Regions from separate parts of the Sus scrofa genome. Here all the other regions are linked to region 4. Evidence: chromatin contacts called from public Hi-C and HiChIP or PLAC-seq data. All regions are on one chromosome and are shown on one strand. Each heading gives the region's core, a stretch centred on a gene start, on an enhancer-like site or on the middle of the called end of the contact. The rest is flanking DNA. Distances are from core to core; before and after follow the strand shown. Region 1 holds the start of ARL10 (ADP-ribosylation factor-like protein 10). Region 2 holds the start of SIMC1 (SUMO-interacting motif-containing protein 1). Region 3 holds the start of KIAA1191 (KIAA1191 ortholog). Region 4 holds the start of RNF44 (RING finger protein 44).

Region 1 (2,700 bases), core at 53-2,552, 130 kb after region 4:
TGCAGTATAGGTGAGCCAGAATACAGAGTTTGGGCTGTATCCTAGGCCCCAGGGAGACATGGGAAGGATTTTCTACCGAATGCGTCCTGCTTTTGGATAAAATCCCTGGCTTGGGTCCAGCTGACATGATGGGGAGCCGGTGTTTGTGCGTGGTGGGGGGGGGCGAGGAGGGGGATCTGCTCACTCTCCAGCAGGTCCACCTCGAAGTCCTTCGTGGGCAGCCGTACAGAGTTGAAGCCCCAGGTGGGGATGTGGCCTTCCAGCGGTGGCTTCCCGGCCAGCACGCGCAGGAACGTGCTCTTCCCAGAGCCATCCAGCCCCAGCACCAGCACCTCACGCTGCTCCAACTCCTCCAGCGCAGGCTCCTCGTCCTCCTCGTCCTCGGGCTGTGGGGCACGTGTCAGGCTGCGATCGACACCCTCCCGCCTGACCCTTCCCCAGGGTAGACAGAAGGCCCAAAGCGCCCCCCCGCCCCAAGCCCTCAAGTGGCAGCCAGGCCCGCTCTGGTGCAGAAGGACAAGTGCTGTCTATGGAGTCCTGAATCCCAAACCCCGTTCTTCTGGCTTTCCCTCAATGGCCTCGAGCAAACTCCTCCTCCACGAGCCTCAGACAATTCCTACATCCCACAGCCACAGGAACCACAAAATCCGGGAAACAAGCGAATGAGACGCTGGCTGGAGGGAGCGAGGGCGGGGGCAAGGGTCGGGGTCGCTTTTCCCGACATCCCCCGAGTCTTGCGCACTGCGCAGGCGCCGAGCAGGCGCGCGCTGGACCGGGCGCGGGCTCGACAGCGCTCCGGGGCCGCGCCCTCGCGCTCCGGCGCCAGCGAGGAAGCTCAAAGGCTTATGGCGGCTCAAGATAGCGCCACACATTACCCCCAAACGCCGGTCGGTTTCTCGGTTCTGGGACGCTCTAGCGCCCACCCGCGCGAGGCCTGCGGCGTCAATCCCCCCAACCCGCAAGGTGGTGGTCACACCCCTTGGCTGCATGCACGGAGGCGCAGGTCCCCTCCAGGCACTCACATCCCACTCGTCCCACTCCGGAAGGCGGGCGGGCTCCGCGCCCCACCAGGCCTCGCCTCCGTCCCAACGCCGCTCCCGTCCGCGGCCGAAGTAGGTCTTCCAGAGGATGAAGAGTACCGAGCCGAGCACGGCTGCCGCGCCGCCCAGCGCCAGCACCAAGGGGCTCAGCTGCCGCGGCGCCATCGGGCCGGGCGAGGGGCGCGGGCGCGGGAGCCGGCTGCACAGGCCGAGCCAGCCGGCCTGCCGAAGATGGCCCCGCTGCGACTGCCGCGGCCGCGCCCACCCACCCAAGCCAGCCCCGCACTACAAGCCCCACAATGCACCACCGCTGTCGCGACAGGCTGCCCGCGCCCCGGCGGCGGGAGCGGGGGCGCAGGCTGGAGCACAGGGACCTCCCGCCCACTCTGCAAGGTGTGGTGTGGAGCGAGAGGCTGTGCCTGGGCAGAACAAGAGGCGGTGATATTGGCATCTAGCGAGTACTTGCTGTGTGCCAAGGGGTTATCTCACAGCTGTTCTAGGTTACCCCTTAAAACATTGAGTCTTTGAAGGGGAAACCGAGGCCCAAGTTATACCATAGTGCGTTGGTGCAGCCTGCATTCAAACCCAAGCGATGTGTTTCCTGGGCATCCTTCAAGATTTGCGGGAGGAATTATTATGGAGTGGCAGAGGTCAGACTGGAACCCAGGTCCCTGACTCTTAGTGCTGTATACCTTCCTTTGTTTGCTTTCTAACTCTCAGGGGGTTTTGCTCTTTTGGGGTCTCTTGGCGTCCTGATGAAGCAGGCAGGGCCAGGAGTCACTATTTAGACCTGACTTGTCCTGGGTGTCCCCTGGTGACTGCCAAAATTTCTAGGCCTCGCACCAGAAGCAGCAGGAGAAATGGGGCCTGAGGTGCTTAAGAGAAGGATCCTGTGAGGGGCTGTGGGTTGAATGGGTGTATTTTTATTGTAAACCACCCCAAGCCATCTTATATACTGGGGGGCCTTGGGCATTTTTCTAGTCACCCACAGGTGTGCTCCCATCTTTCCTGTTTCCTTTGCCTTTGGTTACTACCTCTCCTTCGAATTTCAGCCCAACTTCCAGGTAATGTGCCTTTCCTATTCCTTGCCTCACCCACCCAGAGAAACTGTACTCACCAGGATCTCTAACAAGACTGCTTGTTGGTAAGTCTTTTGATAGTATCTTAGTTATATATATGTATATATATATATATATATTTTTTTTTTTTTTTTTCCCCTTCCTTTTCAAGACCCGACCTTCGATATGTGGAAGTTCCCAGGATAGGGGTCTGATCACAGCTGAACCAAATCTGTGATCTATGCCTAGCTTATGGCAATGAGGGATCCTTAACCCACTGAACGAGGCCAGGGATCATACCTGCGTCCTCATGGATTCTAGTTGGATTCTTTTTTTTTTTTTTTTTGTCTTTCTGCCTTTTTTAGGGCCGCTCCTGCGGCATATGGAGGTTCCCAGGCTAGGGGTCCAATCAAAGCTGTGGCCACTGGCCTACTCCAGAGCCACGTCTGGGACCTACACCACAGCCCACAGCAACATTGGATCCTCAACCCGCTGAGCAAGGCCAGGGATCGAACCTGCAACCTCATGGTTCCTAGTCGGATTCATTCACCACTGCGCCATGACAGGAACTCCTCTAGTTGGATTCTTAACCCGCTAAGCCA
Region 2 (2,700 bases), core at 175-2,674, 240 kb after region 4:
ACCATGGCAACATAGCACCGAAAGTTAATTAGTTCTGCATGCCATTCATTCTACAGTGACCTCCTAGATTTAGCACTAACTACACCTGGGACACAGAAGTGGCTCTCTGTGGGAAGGGGACTGGAGAAGCAGAAACTAGATTAGTATGGACGGTGTATTTGCATATGAAGGAAGGCCTTTACAAATGACGTCAGCGTGACAATTCTGTTATTTCTGGGGTGTGGCTTTGGGCGGCTGGGAAGATTGTTGGAAGTCTGATGCTGAGTCTCCTGAGAGAACGCCGTCTCCCATCCCTTGAGTACTCAATAGCCACTTGTTGATTATCACCTTCTATGACAGGAGCCACGGATGCTGTGTTCTCCATCATATTCCGAGCTCCTAGGGCATCTGGCTCAAAGTAGGGGTTCAATAAATATCTGTGGAGGATTCTAGAAAGGCAGGGACATAGATGTTTTATTCACCACCTCAGGAAGGACAAAGACTAAGGAGCCTGAAGGAAAAAGAAATCGTGAGAGATGTTTCCCTCCCTTTAGAGCTTGGTGAATGTTTGCTCAGCGAAATAAATCACCCCCCCGCCCCCCGCACAACTCCAAAATCGGGCCCCTCACTCCGCTGCCAGGCCCTGGAGCGCAGCCACCATCTGGCCCAGGCCCTGGCTTCCCTCCCTCCGAGCCTGGGCTCCTGTTACCTCCCCTGCATACATCTGTACCCACCACAAGCCAAACAATTACACGCTCCCGCGTCCCCGCCTCGAGGTTCAGGACCTCGCGTCCCCACGGACCCCCAGCCACCGGTCCTGCCAAAGATCGGGGAAGCCTGCGGCCCGGCCTCCGCCCGCTGTGGGCTCCAGCACCCCCACCACCAGGCGCGCCAGGACCTCTTCCATGTGCTCGGCCCCCACTCTCCAGCCTCAGCCTGCTCGGGCTTGAGCCCGGAGCGCGGGAGGCCTGGCTACCCCGGCCCGGGCCCGACGCGCTCCTCGGGGCGGGACACGCCGGGAAGGCGGCAAGGCGGGAAGCGGCTGCAGCTGTGAGGCGCCCAGGGGCGGGCCGCGGGGCAGCCCGAGGCGGCAGGCCGGGCCGCGGGTATCCCTAGTAGGGGCGGCGCTCCAGCCCAGGCGGGGCTGGGCGAGAGGCGGCTCGCTCACTCACCACGGTACGGCGGGGCAGCGTGCCAGGGGTCCGGGACAGGGCCCGGCGGAGCCTCCGTGCCCGGCCGGAGCGATTCCCCCCGGAGCTCTCGGAGCCGCTGTCGTCCGAGATCACGATGAAGTCCTCCATGGCTGCGGGTCCCGGCCGAGCCAGCGCGCGGGCGGCCGGCGACCCAGGAGGCGGCAGCTAAGGGAGCGGCGGCGACTTCAGTTCCTGTGGCTGAGGCGGCGGCAGCGGCGGCGGCGGCGACAACCTGGGCCATCACCCTGCGCCCCGCCCCTTCCCGCCCCGAGCCCCGCCCCGTCGGCCAGGCCCCGCCCCGTCGGAGCCCCTCCCCCTGGCTGCGGGTAGCCTTCCGCTCGGTCGGAGCCGCGGTCACGGGGCTTGGCGGTGGCCCTCGTCCTTCGTTACTCAGGAGAAAAAAAGAGGGAGAGAGAGAGAGAAAATCAAGTCGCAGCCGGCTTGGCCCGGTGTTGGGGGCGGTCGCGCGGAACGGTGAGGCTGTGAGAACTTCCCCAGCTGCTGACTGAAGTGGGAAGTGAGGTGTGAACTGAGACCCCGGGAGAGAGGCCCTCCGGGTAGGACCTGGCCTCGGACTGGCGGCGTAAAGGGTGGCCTTGCCACCGACTGAGAGTGGTTGAGCTGGCCTCTGGCCGAGTGTGGGGAGAGAGGCTTCACTTCTTTGTACACATGTGCAGGTACCTCTGTAGAATCAATTCTTGGAAGTCTAATTACTGGGTCAAAGGCGATGTTTCTGTTGTTTCAATAAATGATGCCAAATGACTCCCCCAAGTTGTACCAGTGCGGTTTCACCAACAATCTATGTCGCTCACAAATTTAAACCGTGAGATTTAGAGATTTGTTCAGTTGGTAGCAGGATCAGAAATTGAAAAAATGCACAGAGAGAAGCGATGAAGGAGCAAACATCATAAATAATTACATGTTAGGAGTGAGCAAAAAAGATATACCCAGTGGAGGGAGAAGTGGTAGGTAGTCAGAGGACCAGATGGGATCTGTGTTACAATAAACGTGGGGTGGACACAGAATGTTGCTGCTCAGGCTCTAGCAATTTGGTGAAACGTATTAAGAGATCCAAAGGAAAACGTGTTTATGCAAAGGGGATTGGTTTCTTAAGCAATTGTTATCAGGTGCTCTTTTAGCACTGCCTAGAGCAGCAATTCTCAGACTTTAGTAAGCATCAGAATCACCCAGAGGCTTGTTAAAACACAGATTGCCACGCCCAACCCCAGGATTCTGACTCAGTTGGTATGAGGTGAGGCTGCCCAGTTTTCATTGCTAACAAGTGCCCAGGTGATGTGGATGCTGCTGTTCTGAGGACCACGCAATGAAAACCACTGGTCTGTGGCCCACTGGTTTCGGATGTTCTGATGGTGTGAAACCATCTTTGTGGTGAAGAGATTCATTGTCTTCACCAAATGCGATTAAACATTTAGCTTATTTAACTTATCTAGGCTTCTGGTACTCTTTACCTCTGTTACTACTTCTTTTCAGTCTCAGCTGACACTTGCTGCTCTAACTCCTTTATTTA
Region 3 (2,700 bases), core at 69-2,568, 150 kb after region 4:
AGGTCGAAGATGTGGTTTGGATCTGGTGTTGCTGTGAGCTGGGGCGTAGGCCGGCAGCTGCAGCTCCTACTCGACCCCTAGCCTGGGAACTTCCATATGCTGCAGGTGGGCCCTAAAAAGACAAAGGAAAAAAAAAATCAGGGATAAAGTAGTCTTAGAGTCATTAACTTCCAGGAAAGTCTTCAGTTTTCATTAATTTGGGGATAAGAACAAAACAAAGTGATCCTGTTTTATGATTTATGTCAGGTTGAAAAATGCTCTTTCTTCCCCTCCTGACTGAGATGTAATGTGCCTTCCTTTTTTTTTTTTTTTTTTAATTAATTTTTCCGCTGTACAGCATGGGGATGCCTTCCTTTTGATGGAGGAGGGCAAGAGTCAGCTTTGCTTTCACAGAGGGTAAAAATTATATAGTATATTTTAGAAGTTCAAAATTTACAAAGTAACACTTTGAACAGAAACAACACAACAACAAAATCACAGGGCAATGTAATTGTGCTATTTATAAACTAATCACAGAATTTAGAAAAGATTCTAATTAACAGTGCACTCAAACAAGGGTCTGGTGATGGCACTCAGGTTTAAAGGTGCATGAGGAAAGCCTCTCAGTTTTGCCAGTGGGCTTGGCCTATGGTCAAACACTGAAATCTAAAAGTCAAATCCAAACCCCACTCCCTACAGCCCTCTTGAGATGTGCCTTGACCACAAGATTTGGACGTAGGGTAGAAATGTGGACAGATTTATTCCTTTACTTCCTCAACTTTGTTGCTTTGTCATATTTGTAAATCCTTTAGGAAAAAAGTCTTCCTTCAGGATGTGACATTTGAGTTGGCACCTCTCCAAGTGTCACTTTCCTAGTGTAAAAGGAAAATGATATTACGACCACGTTACCTAGGGGAGTCAGGTTCGGTTTGCTCCCCCTTTGGGTTCTGCTAATGGTAAACACTGCCTAACTCAGCTGTTCCTGGAAGAGGGTCTCTGCTCACTTCACATCTTTTCAAAGTGTCTTTGAATCTCTCTGAGCCTCAATTTCCCCTCTGTGAAAGGGGTTTGGTCGTGTCACTCCATCTGCCCTCAGTCTGAAACAGACCCGGGCATAGAGTGCTGGTAAAGGGTGCTTTTACTTTGGGAGCTGCTGGGTTCCACACACAGAGCGGAGGCTCCACCATCCAGCCGTGCAGCTAAGACACGGGGCTTTCCCGATTGTGGACTACAACTCCCAGCGTTCCTCGAGACTCACCCCCAACCCCGGCCAAGTATCGCGTGAAATGACGCGACCTCCGGAGGCTTTATCAGGCTGCGGGCTGGTTCCGCAGCCTGAGTTCACTCCCTGCTCAGTGCCTGGGGCCTTTGGTGTCGCCACGGGCACAGTGCCATTCACACCATGGCTTGCGTCTCGACTGCCCCACTTCCTCTCGAGAAACGTGGGTCCTTGGAACATCTTTAGTGTCGGAGCTCGGGCCGCAGGCAGCTCCGCGGCGGCGGCAGAACAGGTAACCAGATGAGCCGGGCCTGGGGCTCTGTCTTTTGCAGGTACGGAGGGGCGTGCCCTGGTCCCTCCACCGAGGTCCGGGTCTTGGGCCTCGCGGCCCCTCTCCCTTCTCCCCTTACCGGGGCTCAGATCTTGGCCAGACCACTGCGTGCCTCTGTCGCCCCGCCTTTTGTGGTCCCCTGTGGGTTTCGCTCTGATACCCAGGCAGCCCCGGCACTTGGCCTAGCCCCGACTTCACCGGGCCAGCCTAGTCCTGGACCCTCGCTCCTCGCCTTCACGTCTGAAGCCTCCTACTTGCCCTGCCCTGGGGAACCTTCGGCGTGGGCCAGGCCCCGACTAATCTGTTTAGTCTTTCTTAGCCTCTCCGGTTGAAGAGGCGGTTGACTCAGCCCAGGCCTTTCACATCCTGGTGTCATTGTCCTGTATCTTGTGAAGGAGAAGTCAGAGCCCTGCGGGGAAGGAGGGGGGAGATTGGCACCGCGAAGTGGAAGGGGAGGTTCGGGGTCAGAATGTTGCCCGAACCTGGAGGGTGGCCAGACTTTGGTTTCTACGATGCCCTTTGATGAAGAACTAACGGATTTTCTGACTGGAGCTCCGTCAGGATAGACGGGGCAGTGTAGCAAGTTGAAAAGCAAGTAAGTTGGCTTTCCTAGGGCTTTGTTTGAATTCCCCTGTAAAATGGGAGTGAAATACCTGTCTTATAAATGGGCCACTTATCTGTAACCTTGGACAAATCACTTCTGCTTTTTTAGTTTACTTCTCTTTAAATTGGGGATAAACAATGCTTGCTTTGCAGGGTCATTGCAAGGGTTAAAACACAAGATAAATGTATAAACTCCTCATTTAAATATCAGTCATCGTTTCAGCAAAGAATGAATTTACCCACTGTGGTACCTAGCCCCTTTCTGTGGGTCAGGTTATTTTGACCCTGAGCCTAACTTTAAAAACAAAATGAGGGAGTTCCCGTTTTGGCTCAGCAGAAATGAACCTGACTAGTACCCATGAAGATGTGGATTCAGTCCCTCGCTCAGTGGGTTAAAGATCTGGCGTTGCCACAAGCTGCGGTGTAGGTTGCAGACTGGGCTCAGATCTGGTGTTCCTGTGGCTGTGGCATAGGCCGGCAGCTGCAGCTTGAATTCAACCTCTAGCCTGGGAACCTCCATATGCTGCACCTGTGGTGCTAAAAAGCAAAAAACAAAACCACCACAATG
Region 4 (2,700 bases), core at 154-2,653:
TACTGTATACCTTAAACTTACATAATGTTATATGTAAATTAGATTGCAATAAAGTTGGGGGTGGGGAGGACAGACAAATGCAACAGATTGGATCTCAAAAACTTGATGCAGAAGGAAAGAAGACAGAATTTATACAGCCAGCCATTCCATTGACACGAAGTTCTAAGCACAGAAAACAAATCTACAGTGATAGGAACCAGATCAACAGTTAACATCCGGAGGAAGCTGATTTGGAGGGGCCAAGAAGGAACTTTCTGGAGTGACTGAAAATATTCTAGATCTTGACTGGATTTTTGTTAATACAGAGGTATACATTTATGAAGACTGCACTAAGCTATACGCATGAGACTTTTGCATTTTACTGTACAGTTACAAAGTACATCCTGAATTAGGCTTTAATGTAGTTCCTATTTTAAAAAGAAAGAGAAAACAAAACAAAACAAAACCATTTATTTAAAGGATGAGCCAGAGTGAGGCAGAAAGCAGGCTCTGGATATCGGACCTGAGAAGAAATCCTGGGCCCTGTCACTTCCTAGCAAAATCCTTTCAGCTCGCTATGCTTCAGGGTTCAAATCTACAAAAGAGGGACAATAAAAATATTTCTTCACTGGGTTGCTGGACATTAAGGTAACAACTAAGTTAATTTATGTTAAGCACTTAGAACATTGCTTAGCACATGGGAAGAGCTCAACAAATATAAACTTTAAAAAATAAGTCGGCTTCGAGGCAGCGGGCTTAAAACAGCCCTCCTCAGAAGTGCCAAGTTCTAGGTTGAGAAAAAGGGTCCTCCTGGCGCCAGCCTCTGAGAGTCAAGACATGCAGAGACTACAATTCCCGGCAAGACCCTGCGGGAGTGGGGCGCGCTGGGAGTCGTAGTCCTCTCGGGCTAATTATACCCACGGATGCAGGCTGCTGGGATCCCCTCTGGGACTGCGGATGCCTGGCCTGAACAAGTATCGGCTGTGGTCCAGGCTCTAGCGATGGATATAGGCGTTCTTTTGTCACTAGAGTCTCCCTACCTCTGGAAGGCGGTATTATCGCTTCCATTTCACAGACCGAGGAAACTGAAGCTCAGAGAATGATTCATAGTGAGAAACCAAGCTTTGCGGGCCCCAGTCTTTGCTCTTTGTATATCGATACCTGACTAACCCACAAAATTCCGAGGCTTGGGGGAGCAGAAAAAACTGTCCGCGAAGCGAAGGTTCTTTAAACGGCCACGGAGTCATTATTATCTTTCCTATTTAGTCACACATCCAAGGTCACACGGGTAATAAGGTGGAAGCTGGTCTGTCAGGCCCTGGACGCTTCGTCCTTGCGCGCCCTTTGCGGCTGGACACCGAATGGGCGTGGCCGAATCACGCCCCGCCTCCTCCCACCCTCCGCTCCCGCGCGTTTGGTGTAGTCCAGGTACTTCCACACGCGCGCGCGGGAGCGAGGGTAAAGGTACGCAGCTGGTGTGGGCTCCGCGCGCGCGCGGGCGCGCGCGCCCAGGTGAAGAAGTCCGTGGACGGTTCCACTGTGTGGGGCCTGTGAGGCCTGAGGGGCTGCCGCGGCCGGCGGCGTTCGAGCCGTAGCGGGACCGGGACCCCCGGCTGCAGCGGGAGCGACGCGCCGGCCGCTCGGTGGGGGTGGAGCCCCGTCGCGGCCCCAGGTAACCCCCGGCCTGAACCCTACGCCGTGCTCCCCAGGCGCGGGGCCAGCGAGGACGGAGCGATAGGGGGCGGCCGCGGGCTGGCAGGGTAGCGCAGGGACTTCCAGTGAGGCCGCTGCCTGCCTCCGCAGGGCCACAGCTCGTTGTCTCCGAACCTGGCGCCAGAGCCCCTTCGCCCGCCAGGTCCAAGTGCCCCAGTATGCGGAGCGCCTGGGAACAGCAACTCCCAGCGTGCCCTGCGTCCCGCGCATGCCCCTCTCACATCCGCTGGCGGGTTTCGGCTTCGGCTGGGGCCCTGGCGTCCAGGCAGAGCAGCAGCTCTTTGGTCTCGTCACGTCTGTCCCAAACACTTTTCCAGTGCTCCATGTCCCAGCCCCTGAAATCCAGAGCGACCCGAACCCTGCCCCGGAGTGGCTCTGCCTCTGAGGAACAGACCACAGCATGCCAGCTGCGTCGTTACTACTTTGAGGGTGTAGAAAGGTGGGCGTTCCAGAGGGTCTGTGTCTTGCCAAGGTCACACAGCTGAGGGCCTTTGAGCCCGAGTGGAGATGTTGCCGGGGGCCTAGAAGGCGATGTGGGCGTAGGAAGCTGGCCTTGGAGTAGGCAAGACACTTAAGATGGAGGGAAAACGGAGAATTCGATTGGACTCATCTCTCTGGATTTGCCAGGCTCCCCCACTCTCGCAGCCCCCGATTTTCATCTTTGGATGATGTGACAGTACCTGCTCCTTCCTCTGCAGACCCTCTGAGATCCAGTGGTGAGACCTACACAGGGGAGGGAGTCAGATATGGGAGCCCCTCCCAATGCCATACCCTCAAACCTCAAGCATTCAAGTTCAGACCCTGACCCAGAAAGTTAGGCAGGTACCACAGAAGGTTCACACACAGTCAGAGCCACTAATGACTCACTGAGGTAGGTACAGTCACTCCCATTTTACACCTGGGCAGACTCACAGAGGCGATGACTTCCTCAAGGTCACCAAGATGTTGAAAGGCAGAGCCAGGGTCCAAGCTCAAGTGGGCTGGCTTCAGAGGCTCTGTTTTTAACCA

What was found. Hi-C and Micro-C count contacts between places; a contact is called where the count stands out from the background. HiChIP or PLAC-seq counts read pairs in DNA pulled down with a chosen protein or histone mark.
Region 1: a Hi-C map of liver shows a contact between it and region 4, with 5 times the contacts expected there. The contact joins the promoter of ARL10 here to the promoter of RNF44 in region 4. A contact is called at or near these places in 2 of 47 Hi-C or Micro-C datasets (liver and skeletal muscle) and 2 of 2 datasets of contacts at active chromatin or transcription factors (alveolar macrophages and skeletal muscle).
Region 2: a contact with region 4 is called in an H3K27ac HiChIP or PLAC-seq map of alveolar macrophages. The contact joins the promoter of SIMC1 here to the promoter of RNF44 in region 4. A contact is called at or near these places in 1 of 5 promoter capture datasets (fetal liver), 1 of 47 Hi-C or Micro-C datasets (embryonic fibroblasts) and 1 of 2 datasets of contacts at active chromatin or transcription factors (alveolar macrophages).
Region 3: an H3K27ac HiChIP or PLAC-seq map of skeletal muscle shows a contact between it and region 4. The contact joins the promoter of KIAA1191 here to the promoter of RNF44 in region 4. A contact is called at or near these places in 1 of 5 promoter capture datasets (liver), 1 of 47 Hi-C or Micro-C datasets (heart right ventricle) and 2 of 2 datasets of contacts at active chromatin or transcription factors (alveolar macrophages and skeletal muscle).

The regions. Positions count from the first base shown.
Region 1 is chr2:81,505,042-81,507,741 of Sscrofa11.1, forward strand. It overlaps ARL10 (ADP-ribosylation factor-like protein 10), which reads right to left and starts at 1,303. Exons shown (of 4, transcript XM_003354188.4): 1 at 1,023-1,303; 2 at 185-386. The coding sequence starts at 1,205. It also overlaps a transcript of KIAA1191 not described here.
Region 2 is chr2:81,612,278-81,614,977 of Sscrofa11.1, forward strand. It overlaps SIMC1 (SUMO-interacting motif-containing protein 1), which reads right to left and starts at 1,425. Exons shown (of 10, transcript XM_005661476.3): 1 at 1,152-1,425. The coding sequence starts at 1,280.
Region 3 is chr2:81,522,258-81,524,957 of Sscrofa11.1, forward strand. It overlaps KIAA1191 (KIAA1191 ortholog), which reads left to right and starts at 1,319. Exons shown (of 9, transcript NM_001252388.1): 1 at 1,319-1,490.
Region 4 is chr2:81,371,024-81,373,723 of Sscrofa11.1, forward strand. It overlaps RNF44 (RING finger protein 44), which reads left to right and starts at 1,404. Exons shown (of 11, transcript XM_013994879.2): 1 at 1,404-1,443.